2 separate regions of the Canis lupus genome follow, and region 1 is linked to region 2. Evidence: chromatin contacts called from public Hi-C data. All regions are on one chromosome and are shown on one strand. Each heading gives the region's core, a stretch centred on a gene start, on an enhancer-like site or on the middle of the called end of the contact. The rest is flanking DNA. Distances are from core to core; before and after follow the strand shown. Region 1 holds the start of CEP63 (centrosomal protein of 63 kDa). Region 2 holds the start of RYK (tyrosine-protein kinase RYK).

The links. A called contact is a pair of places that touch in the nucleus more often than the background predicts.
Region 1: a Hi-C map of blood shows a contact between it and region 2, with 2.6 times the contacts expected there. The contact joins the promoter of CEP63 here to the promoter of RYK in region 2. A contact is called at or near these places in 2 of 9 Hi-C or Micro-C datasets (both in blood).

What each region holds. Positions count from the first base shown.
Region 1 is chr23:31,764,046-31,769,660 of UU_Cfam_GSD_1.0, reverse strand. CEP63 (centrosomal protein of 63 kDa) reads right to left here and starts at 1,678. Exons shown (of 15, transcript XM_038570937.1): 1 at 1,354-1,678. It overlaps ANAPC13 (anaphase-promoting complex subunit 13), which reads left to right and starts at 1,306. Exons shown (of 3, transcript XM_038570942.1): 1 at 1,306-1,465; 2 at 4,630-4,755. The coding sequence starts at 4,657.
Region 2 is chr23:31,574,665-31,580,253 of UU_Cfam_GSD_1.0, reverse strand. RYK (tyrosine-protein kinase RYK) reads left to right here and starts at 3,185. Exons shown (of 15, transcript XM_038570928.1): 1 at 3,185-3,422. The coding sequence starts at 3,185.

The DNA.
Region 1 (5,615 bases), core at 429-2,928, 190 kb before region 2:
ACAGTATGCGCCCTAGGCTTAGGGCCCTCAAGTATCTTCACGATTAAAGTGCTCCTAAGGGGGGATCCCTGGGTGGCTCAGCAGTTCAGCGCCTGCCTGTGGCCCAGGGCCTGATCCTGGACACCCGGGATCGAGCCCCACGTCGGGCTCCCTGCATGGAGCCTGCTTCTCCCTCTGCCTGTGTCTCTGCCTTTCTATGTCTATCATGAATGAATAAATAAGTAGAATCTTAAAAAAAAAAAAATTTTTTTTTTTAAAGTGCCCCTAAGGGGCAGCCTGGGTGGCTCATCGGTTCAGCGCCTGCCTTTGACCCAGGGCGTGATCCTGGGGACCCGGGATCGAGGCCCACCTCGGGCTCCCTGCATGGAGCCTGCTTCTCCCGCTGCTTGTGTCCCTGCCTGTCTCTCGTGAATAAATAAATAAAATCTTTTAAATAAATAAATAAATAAATAAAGTGCTCCTAAGGAACTGTCCCTTTTAAGCCCTGGATCATTTCTTTCGCGCCCCTGATGTCAGACGATCGGTGAACTCAGGGTTTCCCAACTTCTTCAGTCCTTCACGATTCCTGCATTTCCGTACCTCTTGGACGAACATTATTAACTCACTTTTTAAAAACTGCTAAAAAAAATTTTTTTTTTAAATAAAAATAAAAACTGCTCGTGCCCCCCGCCCCGCCCCCAGGCGAATCGGCCCCAGTGCCGCCAAGGCTAAGCCGCAACAACGCTGGGAAGCTAACCAGATCTGGCAGCCTAGGCGGGAGGGCTGTGCCGGGGGTCCCTCCTCTGCAAAGGAAGAGCGGCCCGCAGCCGGCTCCGCCGCGGAAGACGAGGCCTGGGCGGCAGCTCGCCCCCCCCGCCGCCCTCCCGCCGGCCCGGCCTCGGGGGAGGGGCTGACCACCTGGCTGGCCCGGACGGCGCGCCGCCAAAGGCCACGTCCGCCTTCGCGGCTCCGCAGGGCACACGCGGCGAGGCCGACGGGCGGGGCGCCGCAGCGGAGCCGGGCCGGCGAGGGCGGGCCCGGGGGCCAGCGGGCGGCGGCGGACGCCAGCCCCGGGCCGTACGGCCGGGCAGCCCGCGGCGCCGCCGCAGCCAGGGCTGCCTCCGGACCGGGACACGCCCGCCCCTCGCCCGTCCACCGGGCGCACATGCGGTTACTGGGCCGCTGCGCACGCGCGCGCGCCCCCGAGCCTTCCCGCCGTTACCTCCGGCCGGGGGCGCGCACGCGCGTCACCGCCGACCCCGACGTCCGGCCTCCGCCGTCCGCACGTTCGTTCCGCCCACTGCCCCCTCGCTTCTTCCTCGGAGCAGCGTCCTCCCAGGACGCCCCTCCGCGCATGCAAATGGGCTCACCCACATCACATCCGGGGATCGGAGCGCAGGACCGCGCGGGTCACGTGATCCTCAGAGGCGCGGGGTGGGGGGTGGAAGTTCCGGTGGAAGCGGGTGCGGCGCTGAGTCCGGTGCGGGTAAGGCTTTCCCGCGCCCCTAGTCCCGGTTTTGGAGGGACGAGGACGCGTTGGTTCCTCAGCGGCGCCTCTCCCCGCTCCCGTCAGTGGAGGCCGATGTCTTCACTTCATCTTCACAACCACTGTCCCCACCGCTCGCCCTGGAGGGTGGAAAGGCACTCGCGTGGCGGCTCCGGGCCTCCCCCGCTTCCACACTTGGTATCTCCAGCCGGAAGTGGGGACCGGGGCGGCCCCCTGCTTGCGGACGGCTGGTGGTGGCCCGCGAGGGTCATTTCTAGCGCGGGGGAAGGCGGGCCCGCTTAGTTCGCGTTAACCGCCGGCTTGCGGATCTGCAAAGCACAGAAACCGGATGACACCACGGGTCTGGGAAAGTGTGACGAGCTCCGCGTTGGGACCACTCGCTGTGTCCAGGGAACTGAGGGACCCCAGGAGGGACGAGGACCGCGCCCCGCCTGGGTCTAGGAACCGCCCTCCTGCGGGAGATGACCCGGGAGCCAAGTCTTGTAGACTGATGGGGGGCGGGGGGTGGCTGGAAACATTGTACGGAGCACCTGCTCCGGAGGCCCCGGGCTGTCACGTGCGTAAGAGAAGGTTCGTTAGGGAAGGTAGTAGTGTCTCATTCTGTCGAGTGTGGCACGTGCTCGGGACAGTGGCCGTGTCCCGGACGTTGCCGGTCTTTTTTTTTTTTTTTTTTTAATTTATTTATTGGAGTTCAATTTGCCAACATATAGCATAACACCCAGTGCTCACCCTGCCAAGTGCCCCCCTCAGTGCCCGTCACCCAGTCACCCCCCACCCCCCTGCCCTCCTCCCCTTCCACCACCCCTAGTTCGTTTCCCAGAGTTAGGAGTCTCTCATGTTCTGTCTCCCTTTCTGGTGTTTCCCACTCATTTTTTCTCCTTTCCCCTTTATTCCCTTTCACTAATTTTTATATTCCCCAAATGAATGAGACCATACAATAAATGATTGTCCTTCTCCGATTGACTTATTCACTCAGCATAATACCCTCCAGTTCCATCCACGTCGAAGCAAATGGTGGGTATTTGTCGTCTCTAATGGCTGAGGAATATTCCATTGTATACATAAACCACAGCTTCTTGATCCATTCATCTTTCGTGGACACCGAGGCTCCTTCCACAGGCTGGCTATTGTGGACATTGCTGCTAGAAACATCGGGGTGCAGGTGTCCCGGCGTTTCACTGCATCTGAATCTTTGGGGTCTTGATCGTTTCCATTCTTCAGCCCCTGAAGATTCAGTGAAGGCACCTTAGTGCCTGACTCTGGAAATGAGTTGTTGACCCGGTGAGCTGACACCAGTGTTGAGTTTGGAAGGAAGAGTAGGCGTTGGTGATTGGGGGAGGGTGGTGGTGGGGTGGGGAGGCTTTTAAGTGCAAAGCCAGGGAAGTATAACAGGGTTAGTGGTATTTGGAAGAGGGACAGTGAAGAAAGCTGGAGGCCAAATTTGGAAAGGATGTACTGGATCCTTGCTGCAGGATCGACACACAGTAGTTGTAGACACTGATAGAATCTGTTAGAGAGACGACCCAGCTTGTTAGGTGGATCATAAAGACCAGAAGGAAACGTTCAAAAGCAGAATGCATGCTGAAGCTGGAGTGATTTGAAAGAACTTTACAAGAAGGTGGAATCTGTACGTGACTGGGGGAAATTAGCTAGTTCCGATCAGCAAGAAAAAGGAGGAGGATATCCCAGGGGACAAAGAAATGGCAGCAGGAAAACGGGTTCGTGTAGGACAGGGATTCCAAAAATATAACAGGAACTGTGTGGAGATTTCCTAAAAGCAATATCCTTTTACTTGCTTTGAGTTATCCACTCGGTAGTACTGGATTAATTCTTGACCAAAACAGCAAGGCCTCAGCTATTTCACTGGTGACCGAAAATAGCTGGGTCCCTTCTGCTTCAGTTTCGCCTGGCTCTTTCCCATGGGGATAAAAACACTTAGCCCACCCCAAACTGTGTAGTTAATGACCCAGGCATTAGGGCCATCATGCAGTCATATTTTTGGGGCCAAGCACAGCCCGTATGAAGGAGTTGGAATCCACCCTTAAAGATTGTTCCTTTTATGAATGTTTTGTAGCCTCAGAAACCAGGAGTGACTGGGAGTGTCTTTGGTGCCATTAGGTTCCAGACCATCAGGATGGCTGCTTTGTGGCCGGGTAGGAGTGCCCCTAGTACTGTGCTTCACTGATGATGAAGCAGCAGAACCCAGAGTAGGAAACAGGGTATCCAGACATACCCTCCCTGCTGGCTGCTGCTGTTTAGGAGGAAAAAAAAAAAGGGAGAATCAGCCATGGCCAAGGAGCTAAGTAACATCTTGACCCCTTGGTCCAGGCATTCAAGGGAATACAACATTAAAATTCAGAGGAAGGGACCCCAAAGGGAAGCAGAAATGGGAAGCAAGGAGTCCCTCTACTATGGTTCACCTAGAGATGCTCCTTTCAGAACTCGTGTTGGGCATTATTTTATTTTATGGGGGCGGGGGGGGCACTATTTTTTAAAAGGAGGCAGTTTCTTTTACAAATACAGCTGAGGATTTTTGTCAGCTCTGTAGTTGGTCACTTTGCGTAGCCCATTTCACTGTCTTGGTACGTTCATTTAGCTCCTGTGCCTAAGAATGCTAATACTAGAGCCAAAGCAGGTGGAGACTTGTAAAAAATTGTGCAAGAGAAGGCTAAAGGGGACAGAGAACACTTGGTTGTGAACCAGGGAAAGGCATCCTGAACAGGGAAAGGTGAATATGCAAATTAGGAGAGAAAAGCTACATTCTAGGTACACTGTGGCCTTGCACACAAGGCATCTGTCACACTGACACTGATCTGTCAACGGGGCCATATATATACGTACACACGCATACATACATATACATATATACGTGTGTGTGTATATACACACACACATATATATATATATATATATATATACACACACACAGACGTGTATATGTTATAAAGCGTCCATGAGAGGAGAGGGGATGGGCAGTAGGGAGAGACTGTGATCCTATTGATGAGAAGAGGAGTCTTTCCCATTTCCCAGGGTCATGTTACACCAAAAGACACATCCAGGCTAAAAGGCCTGGGGAATCCTAATGGTAGATTACATCACCTCCTAAGTCGTCATGTTTAAGAAATAATCTCTTTGGCTTACAGATCTGACAAGATCAAAGCTGCAGGAGAATGGACAGTGAGGTACAGAGAGATGGAAGGATCTTGGATTTGATTGACGATGCTTGGCGAGAAGACAAGCTGCCATATGAGGATGTTGCAATACCACTGGTAGGCTATAATTTGTGCCAAGGATGGTGGGTTAGAGGTATGATCTGGTGAGCCCTAGTAGGAGGATGTCAATGGACAAATAAACTCGTAGGGCACAGAAATAAAAGCCATGTAGTCTTCTAACTCGGGAAGATTGGGGGTAACTTGAATTTTTATTTGAAGAGAAATATGATCCAAAGAGCTGATATGATGAGCTCAGTTAGGGATCACATCAGGACTGGACCCAAGACTTCTGCACCATGTTCTGTCCACCACAGCAAAGCTAGTAAACCAGATGATGAGAGTTTAATGTACAAAAGATGGAGAGGAACAAGAAGTAATGGCATTTACACTGTATTTCTTACTTGCCTGTCTATGGTTGATCTTTTGGTATTTTTAGAGACATATTCTTGAAACACACCTATCCTAGTTTCCCTGGAAAATGTTTGGAGGACACCTGGCTTTTCTTTTGCATTTAGACCAAAAGGGTCCTAGGATACTCTCTTCTTTCCTGATCTCTGGAGAACTCTCCTGCAAGGAGTTTGTTGAACCTCCTGTAATAAAGGATCTAAAAGTTGTATGTTTGTAAATGCTTATTTAAACTCCTATTTATGTCATAAAGGCCTAACAACAAGGAGAATAGGCTCCATGGACTGTTTTTCGTCAGAGCATGCCAAGTGCCCTGAGAAGAGCTGTTAATAAAACGTAGACTGCTGCTGCTATTTACTGAGAAGTAAAATTCGAACCACCCACGTTTTCATTTAAGGCTAAGAGATGATAATCTGTTCAACAAATAATACACATATCAGATAATAATTCACAGCTTAGTTCAAGTTTAGAAAAATCATCAAAAGAGTATGCAATGAGAATTCTAGCTGCCA
Region 2 (5,589 bases), core at 1,936-4,435:
TATATGGGAAGCACAACAAAGAAGTCATTGAGGTGGGGAAAGAGATAGGATCAGAAGGGAAGGGAGGAAGATGGAGAGTGAGAGCTGCCTTGATAGCTTGTAAGGACTTTGCCTTTTATTCTAGATGAATTAGGAAGCCATTAGCAGTTTAAGAGCCAAGGAGCAACATGATCTGGTTCTGTATAATAGGATAGTTCTGGCTGCTACGATGAGAACAGACTAAAGAAAGGAGTCAGGGGAAGGCACAGAGGCCGGGGAGGCAGCAACTACAACAGCCCAAAGGAGAGGTGGTGGAAGCTGAGATTTTCTTGACAGAGTGGCCAGCATCACCTGGAGGGCCTGTAATGCTCTTTGGGGCACAGGGACTCTTTAGAACAAATAATGAAACATATATACCACTTCCGTGTTCCTATTTCATGAAGTCGATACTAGGGTATCAGTAATAACTATCAGTTGATTAGTCTGGGGTGGGGCCAAGGAATCTGAATTTCTACAAGTTACCCGGTGATAGTACTGCTGGTCTGAGAATCATACTTTGAGAACCACCAACTTTTTCTTCAGCGCACTGATAAAATTGTGCAATAAACATGTGCTAATCAAATGTCCTCAAGGAAGCACCTTGCTTATCCCAGCGTCCCAGTGCCAAGCATGATGCCTGGCACCAATGCACTGGCCCAGATCTGGGCCAGGCGTGGTGCTGTACTGAAAGTTCTTGAGCATCTCTGGTTTGAATGGTTTGAGCTAAGTGGTGATTAAACTTTTCAGGAAATGGTCATTATAGGGAAGGGATCATTATAATAACAATAGCAATGGGTGTAACACTCACCCAGTCCAGTGTCTGGAGTCTGGCATTATCACCCCTATTCTATAAATGAGGAATCCAAGGGTCTGGAGTTTAATTCACTCAAGGTCACACCATTAGCAAGTACCACAGCCCGGCCAGGCCTGACTGACAGCTCTGCTGTGTTTACATCACAGACTACTTCAAGAAGTCACTTGAGATTGCCTTGAAGACAGGAGCTTCCTCTTTTGGAGACTGTGAGCCATTTTGAAGAGTGTGGGAAACACGCCATCCTTTGAGAAAATGCCTCCTGTCGAATTGAGGGCCCTGTTCACATAGCACATTTCCAGCCCCAAGCTCTTCTCGACAGAGTCCCGGTCCCCTAAGAGGTAGCAGCGCCTGCCCCAAGATAAGGATTTTTGACGACCTTTGTGTTTTTATCGTTCTCTTGTGGAGCACGAGAGACTCTCCACTCTCACCCTCTTCTCAGCCTCCTCCTGTAGGATGATGGACACAACTCCCGGGCTGAAGCTTGACAAATCCACGCTAGCCTTTCTCTAAATGGAACAGATCGCTTTTAGTAGAGAAGGAGAAAAAGTTCCAGGACCTCCCGCTGCATCAGTCCCTCTCTCTCTCTTCCCCCACCCTCCCCAGAGGATAAAAATAGCCGCCTCCCGGGCCTCCCTGCAGGAGCAGCAACTGCACACGGAAACCCGGCCTGTCCCGCGAGCAGCTGCGCAGTGAGGCCCGGGCCCGGCTGGCGACCCGGGGTCAGGGCGCGGGCCTGCCCGCAGGGGCGAGGTGACCCGGGCCGGGCAGGGACGCTTGGAAGTCTCAACCGAGACAGGGGGCACCTCGAGCAAGTCTGAGCACGATGGTGGGTGCTCGCAGAAATGCACCCCGAGACCTGGAGCTCCGCGCACGGCTCGTTGGGCAGCCTTCCGAAAAGCCAAGGTGTATCCCCGATTCTTAACCCCTTTAAGGGGCTGGGACTCGCTAGAACATTGAAACGTACGTGACAGCACTTCTCTGTGCGGGCCAAGTGCACCGCGAAAACAGACGCACTCTTCTGCACACCACAGGCTCGCATCCCCGGATGAGGGTTGACGATGGGGACGCAGAACGGTTTTAAGAAATAAAAATTCGTAACGTGTAAGGATAAGGTCACTAAGCTTTGCTGAGCAGGATCTTTTTGGAGAATAAGTGCACGTAGTATTCTATCCATGGGATAGTGACACAGGAAGGTTAATGTGGACCTCCCGATGGTGGGATCAAAGGTGCTTTCTATTTTTCACCATTTTCTCAGTAAGAAGAAACAGGTTTGGCAAACTGATTTTTTTTTTTAAGATTTTATTTATTTATTTATTTATTTATTCATGAGAGGCAGAGACACAGGCAGAGGGAGAAGCAGGCTCCATGCAGGGAGCCCGACGTGGGACTCGATCCCGGGTCTCCAGGGTCACGCCCTGGGCTGAAGGCGGCGTTAAACAGCTGAGCCACCCGGGCTGCCCTGGCAAACTGAATTTAAATAAAATATTAAAAAAGAAAGAAAGAGGGGAGCCACCTGGGTGGCTCAGCGGTTGAGCGCCGGCCTTTGGCCCGGGGCGTGACCCTGGAGGCCCGGGATCCGATCCCATACCGGGCTCCTTGCATGGAGCCTGCTTCTCCCTCTGCCTGTGTCTCTGCCTCTCATGAATAAATAAATAAATAAAGTCTTTAAAAAAATAAAGTAAAAAATAAAAAAGAGAGAAGGAGGGGAAAATAGTTTCCCTTTTGCTCCCGGAGCGGCTGCACGCAGGCAGTCCCTCGGCCCCCGCGGAGCCGGCTCGGGGGCAGCCGCGGCCCGGGCCTGCCGGTCTGGACTGTGTGTCGCGGGGAGCGGGGGTGCTGCAGACAATAGACGTGCAAACATCAGGTTGGTGACAACGAGGGGCGGGGACCGGCTCCTTTCGGAGGGTGCCCGGAGAGCCCCTAGCGCGCGCGGCAGCGCTCGGAAAATCAAAGCGCTCCCCTGCGGGCCCGGCCCCGCCCCGGCCCCGCCCCGGCCCGCCCCGGCCCCGCCCCGAGCGGACGGCGCGTGCGTGCGCGCTCTCGGGGGGCGGCGTGCGCGCGCACGCGCTCGCCCCCGGGCCGCCCCCTCCCGTCCCCTCCGCTCCGCTCCGCTCCGCTCCCCTCCCCTCCCTTCCCCTCCCCCGTGCAGCGGAGGATGCCGCCGAGGAGGAGGCGGCGGCGGCGGCGCGCTCCGGCGGTCTGAAGCGGCGTGCGGCTGCCACGGGCCGGCGGCGCGATGAGCTGGGCGGCCGCCCCCGGCTCGGAGCTGTGAGGGGCTCGGGGCCGGGGGTGGGTGGCGGCGGCGCGGCGGGCGGCCCGCGCTCCTCGGCGGCGGCGGCGGCGGCGGCGGCCATGCGCGGGGCGGCGCGGCAGGGGCGGCGGGGCCGGGGCCGCCTCCCGGGGACCCGCGGCCTCAGGGCCCCGCCGCCGCCGCCGCTGCCGCTGCTGCTCCTGCTGGCGCTGCTGCCGCTGCTCCCCGCGCCCGGCGCCGCCGCCGCCCCGGCCCCGCGGCCTCCCGCGCTGTCGCCCGCGGCCGCGGGGCCCAGCGTGAGCGTCTACCTGAGCGAGGACGAGGTGCGCCGGCTCATCGGTGAGTGGGGCCGCCTGCGTCGCGACGGGCAGGTCGGGCCGACCCCGGGGCTTCCGGCCGCCCGCGGCCCAGTGCAGCCCGCGCCGCCGCCCTGCGGACCCGCCGCGGAGCCCGCGGCCACGCCGTGCCGCCTTCCCCGCGCACAGCCTCCAGCTGCCAGCTTCTCCGCCCCCCGCTTGTCATCCAGGGCCCCGGTCCCGGGCTCCTCCAGGTTTTACGCGGACCAAACCTGCAAGCCCTTTGCCCCAGTGCAGGCCAACGATGCTGTTGCTCTTACTTTCTGGTTATCTTACCTTTCTTTTTTTTTTTTTTTAAGTATTTATTTATTTATTCGTGGTGGACACAGAGAGAGAGGCAGAGACACAGGCAGAGGGAGAAGCAGGCTGCACGCAGAGAGCCCGACGCGGGATTCGATCCCAGGACCCCGGATCAGGCCCCGGGCCGGGCCGAAGGCAGGCGCTCAGCCGCTGAGCACCCCCCCCCCCCCCCCGGGCATCCCGTTATCAATACTTTTTAAAAACGAGATGGGGAGGAGCGAGAGGTTGGAAGGGCACACTACGAGTTCGTGGCAGTCTCCAAACCTTGTGACAGATAAGCATATTTTTTAGATCGTGGGTGAATCTCCGGGTAGCAGACCTGTTAGCGTCGTTCGGTTATCTTTTTGGTTTCTTGTCTTGGATATGTTGGGCCGTGGGCCACCCTCGTATTCTGAATTCCTTGTAGGGAAAGGAGAACTTAGTTTTGGGTCAGTTGGTTGTTCCATTCCACCTAATTAGCTTTGTCGTTTGGGGGATTAATTTGAGAAATAATGGTGTCCTTGTACTGAGACTGGATTCTGGAAATGAGCCCTCAGAGGGAGGTCTGATAAAAATGGCCCCAAATGGGAAGTCTTTGGTAGTTAGGGGTATCTAGACATTCTTGGCGTGTTAGACTTTTGTATGTTGTGACACTAAATATTATTCCTCCTCCTCTGAGTGATGGGAGGGGAAATTATTATTATTATTATTATTATTATTTTTGATCACCCATTATCTATTTTTATTTTTATTTTTTAAGTTTAGAAGACTTTCTTGAAGTCGATTCAGTGTTGAATGGTGTTGCTTTTAGCAGTCTGTTGAGACGTTGTTACATATATGGGTTTCTAGTCTATAATCAAAGGAGAATGCTGTGTTTTTGTAATGTCTTGCCCCTCTTAGTCCCCTTTTCCGTATAGCTGAATTAGCTAAATTTTGTTGAGATGAATTAAAACTGGAAATTAGGTTAGTACTCGGAACATAAAACTAAGGTTTAGGAACGATAATGAATGCTCACAGATAGACTTGTATCTCACGATTATTTTAAAAATATTAATGCATTCTGCATGATTTTAAAGGTTTTTTGGTTAAAAGCTTGTATATGATTTGTGACTTTGTTCATATGTAAGAGTACATGTTAGAAACCTGCCAGGTGGGGGTAGGGGGCTGGGAACAACCAGGCTGACATTGATTGAGTGCCTGCTATTTACCGGCCCCTGCATGTTTTATACGCATCATTTCCTCTCATTTTCTTGTGACCCAGTTAAGTAGATACCATTATTCCCATTTTATTAAAAACATTTTTTTTTTCTTTTAAAGATTTTATTTATTTGACACACAGAGAGAAAGCACCAGCAAGGGGAGCAGCAGAAGGAGAGGAAGAAGTAGGCTCCCCTCTGAGCAGGGAGTCCAATGAGGCGCAGGCCTTCTCCCCAGGAAGGCAGGATCCTGACCTGAGCCCAAAGCAGACGCCTAACCGGCTGAGCCACTCCATTATTCCCATTTTAGAGTTGGAAGAAAGTGAGGCTTTATGTGACTTTCTCAAGGTCACACAATTCATAATCATTAAAGAAAAAAAATTAAACATAGTGTTGACATAGGCCACAAAGTTTTATTAATTGTAATGAAGATATTGTTTACATAGAAGTTTTATTACAGCGTGGTGGAAAAGAAGTCATTACTAATTAATACTTGAAATAATGTGTATGTATCTGTCACCTGACTGAAGAGGATCCAGTTTATGCCAGGAATGGGCTGTTGGGAGGAGGGGAAGGAGGAGTGCCTCACTGATCAACCTCTGGGGCAAGAGAGACCTCCAGTCGTATTTTTTCTAATGCAGAAGGAGTTGACCTGTTACAGTATGTCTTTTTGAC